2 separate regions of the Lactuca sativa genome follow, and region 1 is linked to region 2. The links are chromatin contacts, called in public Hi-C maps. All regions are on one chromosome and are shown on one strand. Each heading gives the region's core, a stretch centred on a gene start, on an enhancer-like site or on the middle of the called end of the contact. The rest is flanking DNA. Distances are from core to core; before and after follow the strand shown.

The links. A called contact is a pair of places that touch in the nucleus more often than the background predicts.
Region 1: a Hi-C map of seed shows a contact between it and region 2, with 4 times the contacts expected there. The contact joins the promoter of LOC111894992 here to the promoter of LOC111894997 in region 2. A contact is called at or near these places in 3 of 4 Hi-C or Micro-C datasets (leaf and seed).

Annotation. Positions count from the first base shown.
Region 1 is chr4:81,985,335-81,989,178 of Lsat_Salinas_v11, reverse strand. LOC111894992 (MLO-like protein 7) reads right to left here and starts at 1,557. Exons shown (of 20, transcript XM_023891079.3): 1 at 750-1,557; 2 at 593-649; 3 at 335-505; 4 at 168-252; 5 at 1-95. The coding sequence starts at 1,079.
Region 2 is chr4:81,773,876-81,777,864 of Lsat_Salinas_v11, reverse strand. LOC111894997 reads right to left here and starts at 1,921. Exons shown (of 2, transcript XM_023891082.3): 1 at 1,702-1,921; 2 at 692-1,406. The coding sequence starts at 1,869. The coding sequence ends at 858. It overlaps LOC111894980, which reads right to left. Exons shown (of 9, transcript XM_023891064.3): 4 at 3,868-3,989; 5 at 3,640-3,788; 6 at 3,434-3,541; 7 at 3,229-3,348; 8 at 2,972-3,145; 9 at 2,543-2,830. The coding sequence ends at 2,729.

The DNA.
Region 1 (3,844 bases), core at 308-2,807, 210 kb before region 2:
ACCCCTGAGAAAAAGAACAGCGTCTCCACATACAAGCTTCTTCTTGTTCACAAAAGCACTCCAACCGGTGGTTAGCAGATGCCGCCGTGGTTGGCCTGTAAAAGTCACCGGAAAATAATAAGTTAATAACTATCATGAAACGAAGGTATAAAAGATTTTGATTATACCTCGATAGATATGGCGGAACTTCCATTCCGTTCCATGGAGATCTTTAGCTACAAGTTCTTGTGAAGGTCTTTGCTGTTTATAATCCTGTAGGATTAATGACTTATAAGGTGTGAACATGATAATGATTAATGTCGCCATTTTAGGAAAAGGACTGTAGATGGAATACCAGAGGAGGGAAGCAATCTTCTGCAGCCCGACGTGGGACAGAGAATCCGCCATGGGTGCTGGTATCGGAAGCAGTGAGGGTTTTGCAGAACATGTGGGGTGTTGATGGTTTTTCATCGAGACCTCCGTTGTCGTCTTCTTCAACCTCTGTTTCACCCCATTTCTTCTCCAGCTGTGAGATTGAAGTCATTCAACCCTAGTCAAGATTCAAGAACCAGAAAATATCGTTTGATGGAGGTAAATCGAAAGGAAACCTGACCTGAACATCGGGAATCAGTGAAACTTGAGCATACACATCGTCGGATCCTAATTCGGCCTGATTCAAAAAAGATAACAGATGAATGAGTATAACCTGTGAATCTGTGACCCTAATCGGTTTATTTTAGTAAATAAGAAACCCTAATCGTATAACTTACGTGAAGCTTAACGTCGGTGACACGGCAAAAAACGTGGGGAGGGAGATGGACACCGGAGATGGCCGGAGAATCATAGATGCGTAGTTGTTCTAGGTGACCTTGTGGGAAGTAAACGACGGCGTTTCCTTTCTTCGGCAACGAAATTAAAGGTCCAGCACACGCGTGCCACAACTCCAAACTACAGAGCACCGGAGAAGACGACAACAGAGACAACTCCGACGCCGGAGATGCATACGAATCCGAAGACGATGGAGAATCGAGAACCAACGACCCCGCAACCTCGTCAGTATCGTCGTTAATGGTGTTCAGATCAATTAAGCCACACATCATCACAGAATCCAAACACAAAATCAAACCTCCTAATTCGACCAATCAGAAACACTATTTCATCAACATTATGAACACAAAAAGAAGCTATAAGTTATAAACCCCCACCCACTGGTAAAAACTTCTCTCTCTCTCTCTCTCTCTCAGTCTGAAAAAAGTAGAGCTTTTTCAGAGAAATGGTGAGTGTAGAGGAGTACGACTGAAAGAGTAGCTTTTTTCATCAAAAATCAGCTGTTGAAAACTTCCAAAAGAAGGTGGTGGTGGTGTGTGTATAATTAAATCGTATATGATGCATACATAAATGTTTAGGATGGATGAAAACGAAGGAGCTGTAAAGCAGTTGGTTAGTATAAAGAGAGAGAGTGGGGAAAATCTGCAGAGGGAACAGGTGGCGGTGCTGACAGGCCGGGGGTAAAGAAAGCGAAAGATGAGAGGCCCCCTGTAATTGCGGGAGTGAGAAACAATGGTGGCGTGTCCCCTGTTTATTCAACAAAATCTATCTTCCTTCTTATCTTTCTAGTAATATTATTTACTATAATACTAATAATAATAATAGTCAAACACTATTCATTTTATTATTTGAAATACCAAAATATATAAACACTACTTGTTATTATATTTAGCTAGTGATTCATTTCGTATATGTTAATCGAGCATGTGAATGTAATGGGACATTAAGGTATTAATCAAATTTAATTTGTTTGTTATAAATGAATGAAATGATGCTTTTTCTTAAGGAATATGATTTCTTTTCCTTATGCAAGAGAATCTTAAATGCTTAATCTTCTTGAAAAAAAGTTTTCTTTGTCATATTATTTTTTATTGACAACAAAATTTTATCAAATAGTTTTTTATGTTGATAAATTTGTTTTTATAAAATAACTTTTTATTTATCAATTTTATTTTACTTAGATTTTTAATTATGCATAACAAATAACATGTACTTTTTTTTTCGTAGTCTATTGGTTATGGGACACAAATAACCTTCTAAAAAGAAGAATGACTAGAAGGTGGTATTCTCATGGTCCGTTTAGGAAAATGGTTGGCTATAGGATGACTAAACCTTCAACAAATGCATTGGTGTAGACACCTTGCTCCCTACAAAATACTATGTTTTGTTTGGAAGGATTATTTAAAATTTTCGACCATACAAGGATTGTTAATTTGCGTCGGAAATCATTGTTGGGGTTCTCAGATGAATGGAATTTATCCTCAAAGTTTTACAAAGATGATGAGTTTATTGACTTCATTTCTACTTAGAGTCATTCTTTAAAGAAAAAAAAAAGTCGTCTCTCACGTTGTGGCGTATTTTGTTTGTGAAAAATAAAATGGTGTTTAAAAAGCCTACTGTAACCCAGCAAAAACAACGGAAAACATAATTTGTTTGGTGTTTGGATGGATTAGATATATGGGTAAGTTTGTAAATTGCAATTAGGTAAGTTGGAGTCGCTACCCATTTTTTGTAATTTCCTTTTGTTCGTTTCTTTCTCACTCATTATAACTCACAAAGCTTTTGTTTTTTAATAAAATTTGCCAGCTAAAAAATAAAACAAAACCTAATTCATAATATTTATTTAAGGATTAAAAAGTATTTTTTCCTATTTAGATAGTTCGATTTCCATTGAACTCTATATTAGCTGAACTTCAAGATGATATTCTAGTTTAATCCAAGGAAACTTAAATATATATTCCACCCCCACTCAACTTTTGTTATTAAATTATCTATAATGTATGCTCTGAAACAAGCTAAATGCAATTCTTTTAAGGATTTATTTTCTATACATTATATTTGTACATTTAAAAATTCTTTCATTAGATCTTGATTTTTTATAATACAATTAACTTTTTCATTAATCACAAAATAACACTAATTTTGTAATTGAATAATGAAAATATGAAACTCCAAAATATATATATATATATATATATATATATATATATATATATATATATATATATATATATATATGAAATTCCATACCATTAAAAAGTAAGGGTGTTCGAATTTTATTTAAAATGCTTAAAAACTTATTAAGGTTTGTTACAGGTAATAAATAGTTTTGAATGTTTGAATAGAAAAAATTGTAAATAAATATCAATTTAAATATGAATTTTTTTAATAAAATATATATATATATATATATATATATATATATATATATATATATATTTTAATTTATTGATTTATTTAAATAGTTTTTAATAAGTAATTTCCTAGTTATTGGTATAACTACCATTTGCCAGACTTTAAAAATAATTTGTAAAAAATACACAAAAAATAAATAAATAACAACAACAACAACTTGATCAATCACTTTTTAGTAAATCAAGCTTTTTTTCCTATAGTTTTATTAAGTAACCACAAAATCATAACACAATATGTTTTTTTTGTTTTTTTAAATTGTATACTTTTGTAATATTTAATAATTTATTTTGTTGTGTGGAGAGGAACTTGTAACGAAATCTTTTATTTACTATCAATTTTTTTATGTGGACTATTATATATATATATATATATATATATATATATATATATATATATATATATATATTGAATAATTTCAAAATTTTGAGATAGAAGTTTGAAAGATTATATGTTAAAAGTTTTTTAGCAGGGAATAATTTTGAGATTTTTCTATTTTAAAATTAATATATATATATATATATATATATATATATATATATATATATATATATATATATATATATATATATATTAAAGATGTTCAAAGTTAGGAATAGTAAACAAACATGTCTTTTGTCAATTT
Region 2 (3,989 bases), core at 672-3,171:
TGTTAAAAAATTACTTGATATCTCAGGTATTATTGACTAAAAAATCTTAATGTTCAAAGTTTGAGTAAGTTTGTTTATGCCTCGTTTGTTTATATAAACAAGACTAATAAAACATGACGTATTTATTTTATTAAATTTATTTTCAGGAGAAATTCAAAAAAAAAAATTATATATTTCGGGTAATACCCGAGTTACCCAAACCTGACCCGATACCCGAATTTAATGTGGATCGGTAATGGGTATTTTTTTTAACATGAAAAATCCGAATTATCCAACCCGAAAGGGGATTTAAACCCTTGACTTGTTGACCAGCATAAACAATATTTTACCGAAACGACGATGGTAATTACTCACCCTTTGATCTAACTAAGTCATGTTTAAAAGACATTGTGTTTCAAAATATATGGAAATTTTATGTTTTGTATACTACATGCCTACATGGCGTTCATGGAACTTTCTTTTGCAAATAGAAAAATCAATGGACTTTGAACATGAAGATTGGTTAGAGTTTAGTAAAGAGAATTACAATTTACAGGACAAGGCCCAATTGAATTTGTATAAATGATAGTTCTTTTAAGAGTTATCACTTGCCACACGAAAACAATTAAATTAACTAAATAACTAATTGGAAATAACGAATAATCTAGATTACTTTTAATTTAATTATTAACATTCTGAGACTTCATCTGGTTGCCCTTCAAAGAGAATTTTGCAGATACTATATTGCAATTCTTCTAAATTTATTTGTATTCCTTTTTTATTGTATGGTTATCAAATGATAGTGTTGAATTAACGTAATTACTATACATTTGAAAAGTATATGAATTATAAAACTCTTACATTACATAATATCAAGATCACTCTCTACTATTTGGTAAGATTTCGGCCACCTTTCTCCCAATCTCCATCGATTTGGTGCTTTGATGCACATGCAATGGCACCGTGTTATTGTCAAGAAAATAAAGCACACAAACCATCATTATCGAGGTTGTGAACATGGGAATAGGCCCCAAAAGCCATAGCAACAACAATAGGGCAAGATAAAGTGCCCTAAGCCCAAGTGACCAAAAATCACCACCCCTAATCACAGCCAATTCAATTGATTTTATTGGCACATTGCTATTTGGCATACTTATTAGATAAGTAGCATGAATCAATGATCTTGTGGACTCAATAAAACAAGCAAAGGCCAAGAGAAAACAAACCAAGAGGCTTATGTGTTTTATTGATATTGTTGATGAATTTGCATCTCCATAGATGAACTTGCTTTGAAACACTGAAGAACTGTTTGCAACCAAAGTGCCGATGACCGCACAAAGAGTTAGACATATGGATGACATGAAATTTGATGATGATATATTGTAGGAAAGCACGTTTAGAGGAACCGCAAAGTCATTGTTTTCCATCTAGCAAAAAGAAAAATAACAAATGGGGTATTTAAATTACAATTGTTTTGAAGTTCTTAAATAAAAATTATTCATTCAGTAACCCCTAATATGGCCCACATCGCTCTGCCCCAAAAGCATCATTTGAAATATAAATAAGATACATAGTGGCTCACTACGTTCTATATTGTAGCAGCTGTTGCTACAACTTGAACCCTTAACTAGGTCTACATGTTTACCACCTTGAACCAATGGTGGTATGTATGCCCTTGGGGAAATTGTATCGAATTGTATATAAAAATTTTAAAAATCTTGCCTTCATGATTTTGTCGACCCAAGCTTTTTTGTCATTGTTTTCAAAGCCAATAGTTGTGGTGTGAGGGCAATTGAGACATCTATAGAGAAGCCATAGGTGGTATCCAAACATGACCAGAAGCCCACTTGGTACCAAAACCAAATCAAGGTTCTCCTTATGGAAACTCATTTGGAAAATAACTTATCTACAAAATGTAAGCGACTCCATTGCCTATAAAAGATCAACGAATCTTGAAATCTACTCTACTTGGTTATCAAAAAACAAAGGGTTGACCTCAAAGTTTCTTTCTTTAGATGAAAGTGAAGACTTGGATATGAGTTGGCTTTTTGGAGATTGCTTGATGCAATTGCTGAGGCTACTTGAGATGATAACTTGTGTGCATAATGAAATTGGAGTGAAAACTGAAAAGGTCAACGGTGGCATGAAATGCAATGTAAGAACATTACTTTAAGTCATTTAGGTGCCAATTATGCAATTACCTTTCCAAATATTGGATATTTTCTTCTATTCTATTTACGTTATGCTTAAATGACTTGAAGAATCAATATAAAATTTGATTCCTAAATTGTGAAATTGACTTTTTAAATAGAAATCTAACTCTACTTGCAATACAAAAACATTACAATCTTTTAAAGCAAACATCAAGAATCTTGGAAACCAACTCTACGAGCAATAAAAAAAAATTGTGCAATTTGATGCAAGGAAAAGTGTGTTTCCTTCTTATGTAAATGTAACACCAAAACCAACCATTTAATTTAAGATATTGAACACATACTTTTTTAAAGCTAAGTGACAAGTTTATCTATCTTGTCTTCTATAATTCATCAAAAGAAATCCCAAATTATTCAAACATTTGAAATATTGTTCATATCAAAACAACATGTTCAAAATGTCATTAAATCTATAACAAAAACCCCTTACAAAGTGAAGGTAATATATGAAAAGAAACAATTCTACACTTGCAAAACTCCGAAGTCTCTTAGCATAGTGACTCAAAACACTACCTCCAAATTTTTTTTAAAAAAAATCAACGATTAATGGGAGTGTGCATACGCTCAACGATCTTGTTAACAGCATCACGTGACATCACCAACGTGTCATGCAAAAGGATGCTATAAACATTCAAACCCTGCACCAAACCAAAACAATTCATAACTAAACAGAACAGCTAATGACATGACATGACAGATATATTCCTCATATCTCGTATGGGCAAAAGACATAAACGCCCTTTTCATCATCATTAAAAAAATAGACGTAGAAAGCTTACAATAGAGGGAAGAACATTGACATAATGTAGGTTTTGAGTTGCAAGCTTGAGGTTTTCATCAATAGGACCTCCATCCACCACTAGAATCTTCTTGGACTCTTCCATTTGATTCGCAAAACTCACAATATTCTTTGTTTTATGAGTCGGAAGCACTAAATCCTCAAACACCAAAAGCTGCAAATTGTTACCTTTATATGTTAATAAATTATATAAACTAAATATTTTATTTGAAAGTAGAAAATAAAATCAAGACTTGCCTTCCCTTCAGCTGCACGAGCAGACAATGCAATCTTGAGCCCTAGTCTTCTGACCTTCTTGTTCAGCTTAAACGCATGGCTGCGGGGTTTAGGCCCATGCATAACAGCACCAGTTCTAAACTGTTTTATCATTATTTCAAAATCTTAAATAAAAAAAAAAACATATGAGAGTAAACTAATTAATTAATTAATAAAAAAAACATACCTGGGGCCCACGCAATGATCCATGTCTTGCTCGGCCAGTACCCTTTTGGGGCCATGGCTTTCTTCCAGTACCACTGACCTCACTTATGGTTTTTGTTGAATGAGTTCCCTGTAATCATCATCACTCTCAATCAATATTCAACAATGAGATTGAGAAAGATTGAAAAAGTTTCTAAATTGATGAAAAAAATCAAAATTCAAAAAAACCTGTTGTCTTTTTGCAAGCTGCCATCTTACAACACGGTGGATAATATCCTTCCGAATGGGAAGATCAAAAACATCACCTGCCAACACCATCAGTCCTTTGTCTTCATTCTGAAAGTTTGTAACTGGGATCACCAGGTCCTGTAGTTGACCTGTGTCAAACTCAAAACCATGGTCAAACACAAACTCCATTCTTAATAGATAATGTATGATTTGTTTTCATTCATGCACCTAATTTGCGTTCAGGAGTTAAGATTTGTTTTCTGGATAGTAGCTCAGATGGGAATGATCCTTCACTTGCATCTGAACTTAGCATCGAAGTAGATAGACCTCGAGTCCCCAGTAAAGGAAAC